2 separate regions of the Gossypium hirsutum genome follow, and region 2 is linked to region 1. Evidence: chromatin contacts called from public Hi-C data. All regions are on one chromosome and are shown on one strand. Each heading gives the region's core, a stretch centred on a gene start, on an enhancer-like site or on the middle of the called end of the contact. The rest is flanking DNA. Distances are from core to core; before and after follow the strand shown.

Evidence for each region. A called contact is a pair of places that touch in the nucleus more often than the background predicts.
Region 2: a contact with region 1 is called in a Hi-C map of hypocotyl, with 3 times the contacts expected there. The contact joins the promoter of LOC121209898 here to the promoter of LOC107897146 in region 1. A contact is called at or near these places in 4 of 34 Hi-C or Micro-C datasets (hypocotyl and leaf).

What each region holds. Positions count from the first base shown.
Region 1 is chrA11:29,871,906-29,878,935 of Gossypium_hirsutum_v2.1, forward strand. LOC107897146 (serine/threonine-protein kinase SRK2I) reads right to left here and starts at 4,210. Exons shown (of 9, transcript XM_016822505.2): 1 at 3,745-4,210; 2 at 3,339-3,413; 3 at 3,152-3,253; 4 at 3,007-3,060; 5 at 2,830-2,922; 6 at 2,464-2,562; 7 at 1,784-1,888; 8 at 1,598-1,696; 9 at 736-1,400. The coding sequence starts at 3,915. The coding sequence ends at 1,113. LOC107897136 (probable disease resistance protein At5g66900) reads left to right here. Exons shown (of 5, transcript XM_016822486.2): 5 at 1-497. The coding sequence ends at 391.
Region 2 is chrA11:30,159,464-30,166,314 of Gossypium_hirsutum_v2.1, forward strand. LOC121209898 reads left to right here and starts at 2,390. Exons shown (of 2, transcript XM_041081795.1): 1 at 2,390-3,065; 2 at 4,040-6,851. The coding sequence starts at 2,715. The coding sequence ends at 4,438.

The sequences.
Region 1 (7,030 bases), core at 2,960-5,459:
TTGCCACAAGCTCCGTGCACTGCCTGAAGGCATTGGAAAGCTTGTAAACTTGGAAGTTTTGAGACTAACATCCTGTACTGACCTCATGGCGTTGCCTGAGACCATTGGGAGCTTGTCCCAGCTCACTATTCTTGACATTTCTGACTGTCTAAGCATCAAAAACTTGCCTACCCGGATCGGTGAACTGCACAATCTAACGAAGCTCTCTATGAGAGGGTGCTCTAGTTGTAACTTACCTTCAACAATCACGAAGCTTCAACATTTGAAGGACGTTATATGTGATGAGGAGACTGCCTACCAGTGGGAGTTCCTCAAATCTTATCTCACTAATTTAAAGGTAACAGTTCATGAACAAGATATCAATTTAAATTGGCTTCAGATATTTGTATAATCTCCTCTTTTCATGTATCTCGCAGTATCCTTGGGGTTTTCTTTTTTTTGTAATAATTGTAGTTAGGGAGAAAAGAGATGTGGATTGAATCCACGCTTTCATGTCATATAACACAAATATCTCATCACTGAGCAAAGTAAAGCTATAACATATACCCCTAGTACAAATCAAGAGAACTTCTAACTTGTGAGCAATGATCGAATTTGAAAAAACATTCTAAATGAATTTAAATATGGGCATAGTTAGTAGTTTCTTATAAAACTCTGAAGATGTGATGGTTACATAACAGTACCAATAAATATTAAGTTTTGATCTCTGAATGGATCTGCAGCATGCCAAATCAATACACAAAGTAAACATATGTATATATTCACTACAAGAAACAGAACCAAGTATATCGTACACGACTAATGCCAAAACTAAAACAACAAATCAACAGCAGCTTAATGGAAACGGGATGTGGAAGTTGGGGTAATGATCATCCAATATACAATCTATTTTTCCTGGTGATCCTCCCTTGAGTGGTATTAATACCAATTCTTTAATAGATTTGTATAAAGCTTCATGCTATGAACAGAATGGACTCGATGGACCATGGGACCACCATTGTACAACTTCACTACCACTTCCTCTCTGATACTTTACCAGCATCTTACCACCCTCTGCAGCTGTGACATGCCTGAATCAACTGCAACATTGGAGAGAAGTTTTCTTCTTCATATTACATTGCATAGATGATCTCACCGCTGCTATAAACATCAAGCTCAGATTCAGAATCAAAGTCATCCATGTCCTCATCATCAAGGTTGTCTACCATTAAATGGTTTAAGCCATGGGCTCCAGCAGCTGGAATAGTGGCCTCAGCAATTATCTGCATGATCGTATCAATACTCTGCATAGGTTGATCGGGCTCTTCAAAGTGATTACCCATTGTGTTCTCATCCATCAAGTCAGCAGGGAGATTTCTCAAGAACCACGCATGATTTTTAATTTCTGGAATCGTAATTCTCTGTTACAAAATATAAACCAATATCAGAAGGCTTAATCGCATTTTGAGTAATGGTGGTTGGCAAAGGAAGGCACCTCCCTCTTTAATCATAAGTCCCTCTCTTTCTTTTCTTGGGTGTTCATGTCCCAAAATAAAAAAGTTCAGCTTTGAAAAATCAAGGAACAATTTGGAACTGAATATAGGTAGAAATTACTCACAGCTGTAGGATCTGCAACAAAAATCCTCGAAATCAGATGCCGACACTCAGGAGATATTTGGACAAAATCAGGAATTGAATACTGTACGTTGATAATTCTCTGCATGGACCCAATAAAAGAGATCAGCCGATTGATGTATTTGGGGTAAAAATGAGATTAATGCAATAACAAGATACAGTGGTATACTTGTATTGTCCTCCGAATGTCTTTCGGCTCGTCAGGATCCTCAAAAGGATATGCCCCAACCAGCATTACGAACAACGTAACCCCGCATGACCATACATCAGCAGTCTGATATCACCAGACAATAACATAAAACAATATTCACAAAATCTACTCACTTGGACAAAGATGCATAAGAGAGTATCAGGTGATACAAGCTCTCTCTGACATTCTTTTGTTTGCCTCAATAAATTATCTATTGTTCAAGAAATATGCTGCAACTATAAGGCCTGTTCCTAGTCATCAAGGAATAAACTACTATACAGGCTTCGCTCTCTAGTTGCAGCTGACCGTATTAAAAAAACAAGAAACCAAGTTCACCAATACTAATGTTGTCCCTAACAATATCCAATAGTCAAAAAGGTACAAGTAATATAAACCTAATCCTCACATTAAATAATTAAAAGTTAACCAGATCCATCCAACATATCATTTAAAAGCCGGCATCTTTTGCAAATGCTATCGCAAAAGCTATGGAAAGTTAAACTGAAGTTTTAAATCAACAAAGAGATGGAAACCATCAATTTGATGTCACTTGACCGAAACACACAAATATTGACCTCATAAGTCTTAAACCAGGAATTGCATCATGTGAACAGGAAACTGACATTTTAAACAAAATTTGAACTCTCCTGTAAATATACCTTGCCATCGTATTGGGACTCTGGCTTTAGGAGTACCTCAGGAGCAATGTATGCAGGAGTTCCAACAGTAGATTTCGGTTGCGAATGAAGAACTGAAGACTGAGACAATCAAACAATAAACATGATAATGAACTTGGATACAATTCAGATTATTGGATACCATAAAGCCGTAAGTTATTTCACCCAAATATACCAAAACAAACAAGAACTATTCCAAGACCAGCAAATGAGCACAAGATTTCTTAAGCAAAAAGTAATGATAATTCAATTTATAGTAAGGACAACCATTCCACAGAATATAACTTCTATACCATTAACTCCTTGAATGATGGGAGATATCAACAAGGGTTCCAGCAATTTATATACCTTAGAGTACCCAAAATCGCATATCTTAAGTCGAGGAGCAGGACTCCCATCCAACAAAGTGTTTTCCAACTTCAGATCACGATGGCATACTTGCTTCATCAAGACAAAGAAATCATATAGCAAGAATAATTCACAAATACAAGTTGAGAAATTAATAAAAGGGAAAATTATAACAACCATTGCATGGCAATAACTAACACCAGATATAAGTTGTTGGAAGAAGAAACGAGCCTGCACCCAAAAAAAAAAAATTAATATAGTAATAGAACAAAAACATCAAATAAACAAAAGGGTTCTTAGAGTAACTGAAAAAGAAAGGAACCTCATCCTCGTTGAATCGACCAGCAGCACAAATTCGCTCGAAAAGCTCTCCCCCGGATGCATATTCCATTACAATGGCAAGATGAGTGGGTGTTAAGATAACCTGAGGTAACAAATATACATTACCTTAATTTTTACAAAAAAATGAGAAATTGTAAAAAATGCAGGTATTTAACCATTAACCTTACCTCTTTAAATCTAACAATATTGGGATGCCTCAATGACCTATGATTAATAATCTCTCTTCGAACATGTTCATCTATCTGTACAAAGGCGAGGAAGCACAAATTTTAATCAGAACCTTAGAAATTATTAATCCGAATATGGGAAGGGAATTTAATAAGTTGAGATTTGAGAGAGCAGAAAACCGGTGGGGTTTCTTTTTGGAAGAATAATATATTAACAAAAAAATATCACATAGGACATTTCCAAAAATAACAAATTTAATATCAGAAAAAAAATTGAAAATACATAAACAGAAGACTTTTACCAGTTTATCTTCAATAAGTACAAATTTATTTCTATAAATAGACGAAAACAAGTACAACTAAAAAAAGGGGCCATGGTTGTGTGTATGAATTTACACAAACTAACCTTATCGCCCCTCTCGATATACTTGACAGCAACAAGCTCCTTGGTAACCTTATCTCTCATAAGCCGGGCTACTCCAAAATTACCCGACCCAATATCTCTAACGAAATCGTAACGGTCACTGTCGTGCATGATCGGCATATCCATAGCCGGTCCGACTGTTGCCCGATCCATTTTTCTCGCTACAACATCAACGAACAGAGCCTCAAGAAGGGACGCAGTTATTATTATATAGGTGAGTCACTGAGTTGAAGGAGTTGGAGAACAGAACAAAGCGTTTTAAGTTGATCGGGGATTAATAGAGTGGTTCTGCAACAGTGAAGGAAGGAGGGGACGACTTTTCTGTGAAGGAAAGCGATAACGCCAAGAAAGATGGAGAAGAGAAATGTGGCATGGTTTGGAGGTGGTTGCTTAGTGGGGGTAACCAGTTGGATTGATGGCTGCTTTTGCCTTATTATTTGTGGATTAAAGTTTGACCTTTTTCCTTTTATTAATTTATTAATTTATCTTTTTAATCGCAACTTGGATGAAGCCTTAATGACTTAAATATCCCTAATGCTCATATCTTTGACGGCTAATTTCATAAAAAATCCCCTAACTATGTATTGGTCCTTGAACTTCAAATTATTGTAATTGAGTTCTCAAAGTATTAAAGTATTGTATCAATTAGGTCCTATCAGCTTAGCCGTTAATTCATCGTTAAATATTAGTTTAGATTTGACATGGGGTATGTTAAAAATGTTGGAATATTTTCAAATATTTATAGTATTTCAATAACTATAACTATAAATGAATGGGTATAATTAATCAAAAGATAAATCTTTTGGTCATTGGTCAAAAGTTAAATCATTTGATTTTTTAAAAAGAATTATAACTATTCAAATAATATTATTTGAATAGTTATAAAATTAAATGAATAATTATTATTATTTATTTATTAATAAAGGAACCTATTGAAAGATATCTTTATGAAGAGACATGAAAATTCCTATAAATAGGAATGAGATTTCATTTGGAAATCACACCAACAAGTTCTAAAAGTTCTTTCTATCCTTCTCATTTTCTAATATTATTAGATTGTTCTATAAAGAGTTATTGCAGAAATTCTTTATAGAAATTGAGTTTCTTGCTATACATTGCTTAGTGCTTAGTGGTCTATTCTTGTCAGTGCAAAATGCAAATAGTCATTAGCTTCATTGTATCCTCGAGGTTAATTTGCTTGGAACTCATTTGCACACCAAAGATAGGTGGGGGCAAATATAACCTTAAAAATAGTGGCTTGATACACGCCTTGGAGCCTTGTCCTATTTCCTTTTTTTGTTCGAATTTTGTTCATATGTTCGAGATTTTCCTCTCTAGAGACTAACAATTTTAAGGTTATATTTCATGATGACTACCACAACACATGAAAGTGGAGCACTAAGGGAGTTGACTTCCAACTTTGTCAAACTTGATCGGTTTGATGGTGGCAATTTTCGACAATGGTAGAAAAAGATGCACTTCTTATTATCAACTTTGAGATTGCTTATGTTTTGGATACTCTAAGACTCGAAGAGAATGAAAACGGATTTGTTGCTACAACCTGAGAAAGGAAAAAATGGGACAATGCTAATTACATGTCCATGGGGCACATATTAAATGGTTTATCTGATGGTTTGTTCGACACATACCAAAATGAGGTCACCGCTAAAGAATTATGGGAAAATTGGAGACAAGATGCATGGCCAAAGATGTTACAAGTAATAAATTTGTTGTCAGTCGTTTCAATAATTATCAAATGGTCGATGGTCGTTCTGTTATGGAACAATTCTGTGATATTGAAAAGATGTTGAATTAATTTAAGCAATATGATATGAAAATGGATGAAATGATTGTTGTATCCTCTATAATAGACAAACTTCTTCCATCTTGGAAAGACTTTAAAAAAAGTCTAAAACATAAGAGAGGGAATATCTCTTGAGGCTTTGGCAAATCATCTTCGTATAGAAGAAGAATACCGAAAGCAAGATCAAAATCTAAATTCTGAAAATGCGAAAGTGCCTGTTACGGAGGAAGTATAGACTACTAAACCATTCAAGAGAAAATTCAAACAGACCAATAGAGCACCTAAGTTCAAAAAGAAACAAAAGGGCTCATGCTATCATTGTGGTAGCCGGGACATTTCAAGGATGAATGTCGATTTTTAAAAAAGAAATCATCTTCTAAGGCTGATGATAATGAAAAGTTCGTTGTAATGATATCTGATATTAATATGGCACAAGATGATAATACATGGTGGATTGATACCGGAGCAACCAAACATGTGTGCAAAGATAAAACCATGTTCACAACGTTCACACAATGTGAAAATGTCAATATCTTGTACATGAGAAATTCTTCCACCACCGCAGCAATCAAAAGCAATGGGTCTCTTGAACTACAATTCACTTCTGGAAAGGTTTTAACCTTAAATGATGTATATTATGTACCAGAAGTTAAGAAGAATTTATGTGTCTAGAAGTCTATTGAATAAATTTGGTTTCAAACTTGTTTTTGAGAAAGATAAGTTTATTTTGTCTAAGAAAGGAATTTTTGTAGGGAAAGGGTATATGTATGAGAGTATGTTCAAACTCAATATTATTAATAAGAATAAAAATGCTATTTCTGCTTATATGGTTGAATCTTTTTATTTATGGCATTATAGATTAGGTCATTTGAATCATGAAAAATTGAATGACATGTATAAGTTAGATTTAATTCCTGTTTTTAATAATAATATTAAAAAAATACAATACATGTATGTTGACTAAAATTATAAGAAACCTTTTCCCTAAGGTTAAAAGGAAAACAAAATTGCTTGATTTGATACATAGTGATTTATGTGACATGTAAAATACTCTTACATTAGGTGGAAAGAAATATTTTGTTATTTTTATTGATGATTGTTCTAGATAATGTTATGTATATTTATTGTATTCAAAAGATGAAGCGCTTGATAAATTTAAAGTCTATAAATCTGAAGTTGAACTTCAGTGTGAATCATTTATCAAGTGCTTAGGATCAGATAGAGGTGGAGAATACTATAATCCAAGTTATTTTGACCACTGGAATTGTCCATCAAGTTTCAGCCCCTTACACACCACAACAAAACGGTATAGTTGAAAGGAAAAATGAGTCTTGATTAAAATAGTAAATTCAATGTTATCATATTCAAGTCTTGGACAAGGTTTTTAGGGAGAAGTTGTTCTAACATCTTGCCATACATTGAATAGAGTTCCTAATAAATAAACTAAAATAACCCGCTATGAAT
Region 2 (6,851 bases), core at 1,140-3,639, 290 kb after region 1:
TAATGGGTGTATGTTCTAAGGTTATAAAAGAACATATTTATAGGCTAAATTCATAGGTCAAATAATAATAAAATAATCTAAACTAATCAAAGTTTGATTGAAACAAATAAACAGAGTTCAACTAGAAGATTATTTCTCAAATTTAACTGAAATAGGAGTCATACTTAACAAATCTCCACCTTGACTCATATTTCCACAACGTCATCTTTGCCAAAGTCTGCCACAGACCTATCTTGAATTATGCAGGGAATTAACTGAGTCGAATCTATGTTTAGAAACTAGAAGACTTCTAGCCCTTGACTTGTACACTGCCAAATCAAAACTAACTCGGGTCTAATTTTCACAAACACAATGCCCTAACTTTTCAAAACCTGCATCGAAAAGCGAACCTCTCTTTAACGAAACAGTCATACTTTTTTCCCTCCTATGACCAAGTTACCTTTTCTCCAAATGAGTTGACTTCGACTCCATAATGAACGAAGGATGTCTGATTTCATCGGTCACTGTAGAACCTTTCAAAATATAAAGACTGTCGATTCTTTTACCTTTTAACAAAATGAGAGCTCCACAAGATATTTTAATTTCGCTCAACTCGATATTAATTTTGTATCCTTTTGAGTTTAAAATACTCAAGGAGATAAGATTCTTTTGTAAATCAGGTATATACCTAACATTCAAGAGTGTCCTAGTCGTCTCATCCTAATTTTAATAGTACCAATACCAATTACCTTACTAGATAAATCGTTTCCTATATGCACAACTCTACCTTCAACCAAACTGTATGTAGAGAACCATTCTCTATTAGGACACATGTGGAAAGAACATCTCGAATCTAAGATTTACTTGGACATAAGGTCGAAGCTTTCGCTCGTTGACACTAACAAAAAGTCATCACCACTTTCATCGGCCAAATTAGCACCAGCTACATCTTCCTCGTTACTCTCAGTAGTCTTTTTATTTCGTAGTTTATAATAATCTGCTATGACGTGACCTAACTTCTTAGAATAGTGACATCTTTTATCTCACTTCTTTGATGCTACCAAAACAGAAGCTTGCTTATCTGCGTTGCTATCCGAACCAAACTCATTGTCGAGTTTTTCTCTACTCAACAAATGACCCTTCACATCTTCGAACGAGAGTTTGTCTCTGCCATAAATCAGAGTCTCCCTGAAAAACTTGTATGAATGGGGTAAAGATCACAATAATAGCATAGCATGATCTTTATCGTCAATCTAAACCTTAACGTTCTTTAAATAATTTAAAATAGTAATGAATTGATTGATGTGATCTCTAAGAAACTCACCTCCGTTCATGAGAAACGTAAATAGATGTTATTTCAACACTAAACGGTTAGCTAGAGACTTAGCGGCATAAAGAGTTTCTAACCTTTTCCACAAGGCGGATGAGGTCTTCTCTATCAATACCTCCTACAATACAGTATTCACAAGGCACAACTGGATCGCAGACAAAGCCTTTTCATCAAGATATTCCCATTCTGCTTGATTTAGATTCTCAGGCTTTTTTCTCGATAACAACCGTTTTCAGGTCGGTTTGAACTAGAATTTCATCATCCTAACTTGCCATAGATTGAAATTTGTGATAGCATTGAACTTCTCAATTTCAAATTTTATTGTTGCCATCTCTGAACGAGCTGATATATAAAAATTGAACTAGCTCTGATACTGCTTGTTGGGGATCAACCCGATTAAGCAACAAATAAGTAAAACTAGTGGAAGAAATTGAGAAATTGAACTCATAAATTAAATGTGAAAAACTCCTTCCAAAGAGAATAAAAAACCACGGGCAAATATAATTTTACTATAATGGCAAAATAATAAAGAGTACAAAAGATTGAGATAAAAACTAAACTTTGAAAACCCGAAAACAAAGAACCTTCAAAACGTAAACACAAATTCTCTAAAAGTGTTATGAGTTCTAATATCTAATGGGTGTATGTTCAAGGTTATTAAAGAGTCTATTTATAGGCTAAATTCATAGGTCAAATAATAATAAAATAATTTAGACTAATCAGAGTTTAATTGAAACAAATAAACAAAGTTTAATTGAAAGATTATTTATCAACTAAAATAAGAGTCATACTTAACCATTAATATTTTTTAGTGAAATTTAATTATTAATATTTGAATAGCATTAAATCTGAATTTTTGGACAACACCTTGAAACTCATAATGAACTATCTTAAAGCTCATTTTAATACTCCTCAACATGCATAAAAAATTCAGCATGTACTTTACTCCAAACATGTTATTTTATATGTTGAGAAAGAGGTTAATTGTTAGTTAGTTAGTTTAGTCTGTTAGATTAGTTAGCATGAGCTCTATAAGTTTGAATAGATGTACATTTGTTGGATATCTCTTAATAAAGTAACTCGATGCTTCGTATTATTTTTGAGCATTTTTCAACATGGTATCAGAGCTTGGTAATCGTCGTTATTCTGGCAATCTCTGATCATCGTTTTGTCAGCTATTCACAGTTGCTCAAAGAACTGCTTCTAGACGCCTCAGTTCCGGTTTGCAAGATTGATCTTGGTTTTTTTTTGGGGCTAGAAAATTGTTGTAGTTATTCTTGATTGGGTTTTATAGGCCCAAACAAAGTATTAGGGCAGAGTCTTGTTGCTTTCCTAGGGCTCATTTTTTTTGGCTTCCGGCATCATTCTTGTCGGTTTTCTTCTCTAACGTCAGAAATTCTGAAAAATGGTGACTCCTTCTGAGTCTGTCATTGATTTTAATCATCATTTTTACCTGCATCCTTCAGATACTCCCGGTACCTTGCTAGTATCGCATCAATTGCTCGGAGCTGAGAATTACAGTGCATGGAATCGCACCATGAAGATTGTACTACTAGCCAAAAATAAATTGGGGTTTGTCGATGGAACTTGCACTAAAGATTCAATACTAGATGAGTTGGGTTATCAGTGGGAACGATGTAATGCCATTGTTCTATCATGGATCTTGAATATCATTAGTAAAGAGCTTTTGGCCGGAATTATTTTTGCGTCTAGTGCATCGGTAATGTGGAGCAATCTTGGTGAAAGATTCAACAAGGTTGAAAGTTCTCGAATCTTTTTTTTTTGCATCGAGAAATTTCCTCACATTTGCAACGTACTACCTCTGTTTCTGTATATTTTACCAAGTTGCGTACGTTGTAGGATGAATATGATATCCTCATGTCTTCTCCTTCATGCGGATATGCTCAATCTAGACAAAACATTGAACGTATTCAACAGCAGTGATTATTTCAATTTCTAATGGGTTTGAATGAAACGTATAATGCAGTACGTAGTCAAATTCTATTAATGAGTGCATTACCGTCTTTCAATCATGCTTATTCAATGCTTATGTAAGAGGAGTCCCAACGGCACCATAACTCTAGCAGTGTTGGGCCTGATCCTATTTCCTTTCACTCGGCCAGCATGGTACAAAAGAAGCGTTTCACAGGAACTTGTGACCATTGCAAAATTAAAGGACACAAAAGAGAAAACTGCTGTCGGATAATTGGTTATCCTGCCAATTTTAAATTTACCAAGAAAAAGGCCAACAATGGTGGATCTGTGGTGAACAATGCATCTGTTAATGCTCCTACAAATGCAAATGGTGTACCTGTGAATATGGAAACACCTACTATTAGACAAGCACCTATGTTCACTGAAGCACAATATCATTAGGTTTTAAGTCTGTTAAACAAGGAGCCTACTGTTGAAACTGTCAAAAATTTGGCAGGTATGGTTGATGCTGGTCACAATTGGATTTTGGATACTAGAGCCACTGACCACATGCTTTTTGATTTCCAATTTTTAGAATCTCCTGTTGCATGTGAATCGAACTTACCTTGTGTTCAACTTCCAAATGGTTCTTCTGTTTCCTTTACTCATGTTGGCACCTGCACCATTTAACTTGACCTTCACCTCACCAAAGCTCTCTATATTCCAAATTTCCACTACAATCTTCTTTCGGTTTCTAAACTTACTAATGACCTGAACTGTGTTGTCTCATTTTACCCTCATTTTTGTCTTATGCAGGACCTCTCCAGTGGAAGAATAAGGGGGATTGGTAAAGCACGAGGTGGTCTTTACATCCTAGAGTCGTATCGACTGCATAGTGTGGTTCCATCTCCATCTGTTGCTTCGGCTGCTTCTGTCGAGCCGTCATTTCTTTGGCATGCCAGAGTTGACCATGTTTCGATTTCAAGGTTGAACAATGTGTCTAATCTTCCCTGTACGGTTGCAAATAGTGATAGTATCTCACAGTGTCCTGTGTGTCCTCTTGCTAAACAACCTCGACTTTCATTTTCAATAAGTACATCTCGTGTTGACACTATTTTTTCTCTTATTCATATCGATTTATGGGGGCCTTATCATGTTTCTACTCATAATGGCCATCGATATTTTTTAACTCTTGTTGATGATACTCACGAATGACTTGGTGTATTTGCTACGATTTAAAAGTGATTCCCTTGTATGTCTTAAACAGTTTTTTGCCTTGGTAAAAAATTAGTTTTCTACTACCATTAAAATTGTTCGAAATGATAATGGCTATGAGTTTTTTAAAGCCGAATGCACTGAGTTTTTCACTACATTTGGGGTTATACATCAAAGTTCATGTGTTCACACTCCTCAGCAAAATAGAGTCACTGAACGCAAACATAGACATTTACTTAATGTTGCTCGGTCACTTAAGTTTCATTCTCATATGCCTAATAAATTTTGGGGCGAATGTGTGTTAACTGCTTGTTTCCTGATAAATCGGCTTCCCACTCCTTTATTACATTGGAAGTCTTTTTGAAATTTTGTATTGTAAACCTCCAAACCTTTCTCATTTACGAGTTTTTAGTTGTCTCTGCTATGCTACTACCCCAAATTATCGTGGTAAATTTTCTCCTACGGCTATTCCGTCTGTGTTTATGGGATACTCACTTGTTCAGAAAGGTTACATATTGTTCAATCTTGAAACCAAAACCTTATTTGTTAATCGTGATGTTGTCTTTCATGAAAATATATTTCCTTTTGCCTTTTCTACCAATCATTTTTTGTCCTTTCCTACAGCACCTGATGATTCTACCTTTCTTCATCTAGAGCCTTTGCCTGCCATTTCTATTCCTTCCCCATCATCCGTTATGTTTGCTCCTTCTTCTACCCTTTCACCCATTGCACCCGATTCCGCTTATGATGCTTCTTTTCCCCCACTCCGTCGTCCCACACGAGCTATCAAGACGCTTGCTTGGATGAGAGATTACGTCTGCTCCAACCAACCTTCTACCTCTCTTGTAGTAGGTTCTTATCCCATTTCTTCTATTTATTCTGCCTTACATTTGCCTATTCATACACAACACTTTACAGCAACTATTTCTACATTAATTGAACCCCAAACCTATGTTGAAGCTATATTGGATCCCCAGTGGGTCGATGCCATGCAACAAGAGATTTGGGCTTTGGAAGCCAATAGTACGTAGGAGGTGGTTTCTTTACCTGTTAGTGTCGTTCCCATTGGCTGCAAATGGGTCTATAAGGTGAATTATAATTCGGATGGCACCGTTGAACATTTTAAGGCTCGTCTGGTCGGTAAAGGCTACAATCAACAAGCTGGAATTGACTTTCAAGAGACCTTTTCCCCTATTGTCAAACATGTCACTGTCCGGACTGTTGTTGCTCTTGCTACAATCCATGCTTGGCCTCTCTTCTAAATGGACGTCTATAATGCCTTTTTATAAGGGGGTTTGTGTGAAACAGTTTATATAGACATTCCGGATGGTTTTCACACACAAGGGGAGCGTAAGGTATGTCGTCTGCTCAAATCTTTATATGGTTTAAAGCAAGCTTCGAGACAATGGAACTTAAAACTCACTGAGGTGTTGTTACGAAGGGGTTATACACAAAGCAAATATGATTACTCTTTATTTTCAAAACGATAAGGGGGTAATATAGTTGTATTACTTGTGTATGTCGATGATCTACTTATTATTAGAAGCAATATTGACATGATAAATGAGCTGAAACAGGTCTTGCATCAGAATTTTAAGATGAAAAATTTAGGCACCTTAAAATATTTTCTTGGTATAGAAGTGTTGAGTTCAAGTGAAAGGATTGTCCTAAATCAACGCAAGTACGCGTTAGATTTAATAGCTGACATGGGATTGGGAGAAGCAAAACCAGTAAACACGCTTCTTGAACAGAATCAGAAGCTCACCTCAATAGAATATGATGAATCTGCCCAAATAAAGACTGATGGAGATGAAGTAATTAGTAATGTTACAGTATATCAGCGGCTCCTGGGCAGATTACTATATCTAACCGATACACGACCTGACATTATGTTTGCGGTTCAACATTTAAGCCAGTTCATGCATAAACCAAAGAAATCCCACTTGGAGGCTGCTTTTCGGGTGGTTCGTTACATAAAAAAGAATCCTGGACGAGGCATTTTGTTATCTGCTAATAGTAAACTGCAGCTTGTTGTTTTTTATGATTCAGATTAGGCTTCTTGTCCCATTTCTAGACAGTCTGTCACTGGATTTTGTGTTAAAATCAGAGATTCACTTGTTTCATGGAAATCAAAGAAACAGACAATGGTTTTTCGATCATCAGCAGAGGCTGAATATAGAAGCATGGTAGCAGCAGTAGCAGAGACTGTATGGATGAGTGATCTACTAAAAGAGATTTGTCCTACTCAGCTTGACAAGTCTATTCTTCTTTCAGATAGTCGGGCAGCATTGCAAATTGAGCAAATCCTGTCTTTCATGAACGCACCAAGCATATAGAGATTGATTGTCATTTTGTACGGGATCAGATTGGAGAAGGCTTGATACAAATGCAGCATGTTGGAACAACTGAACAG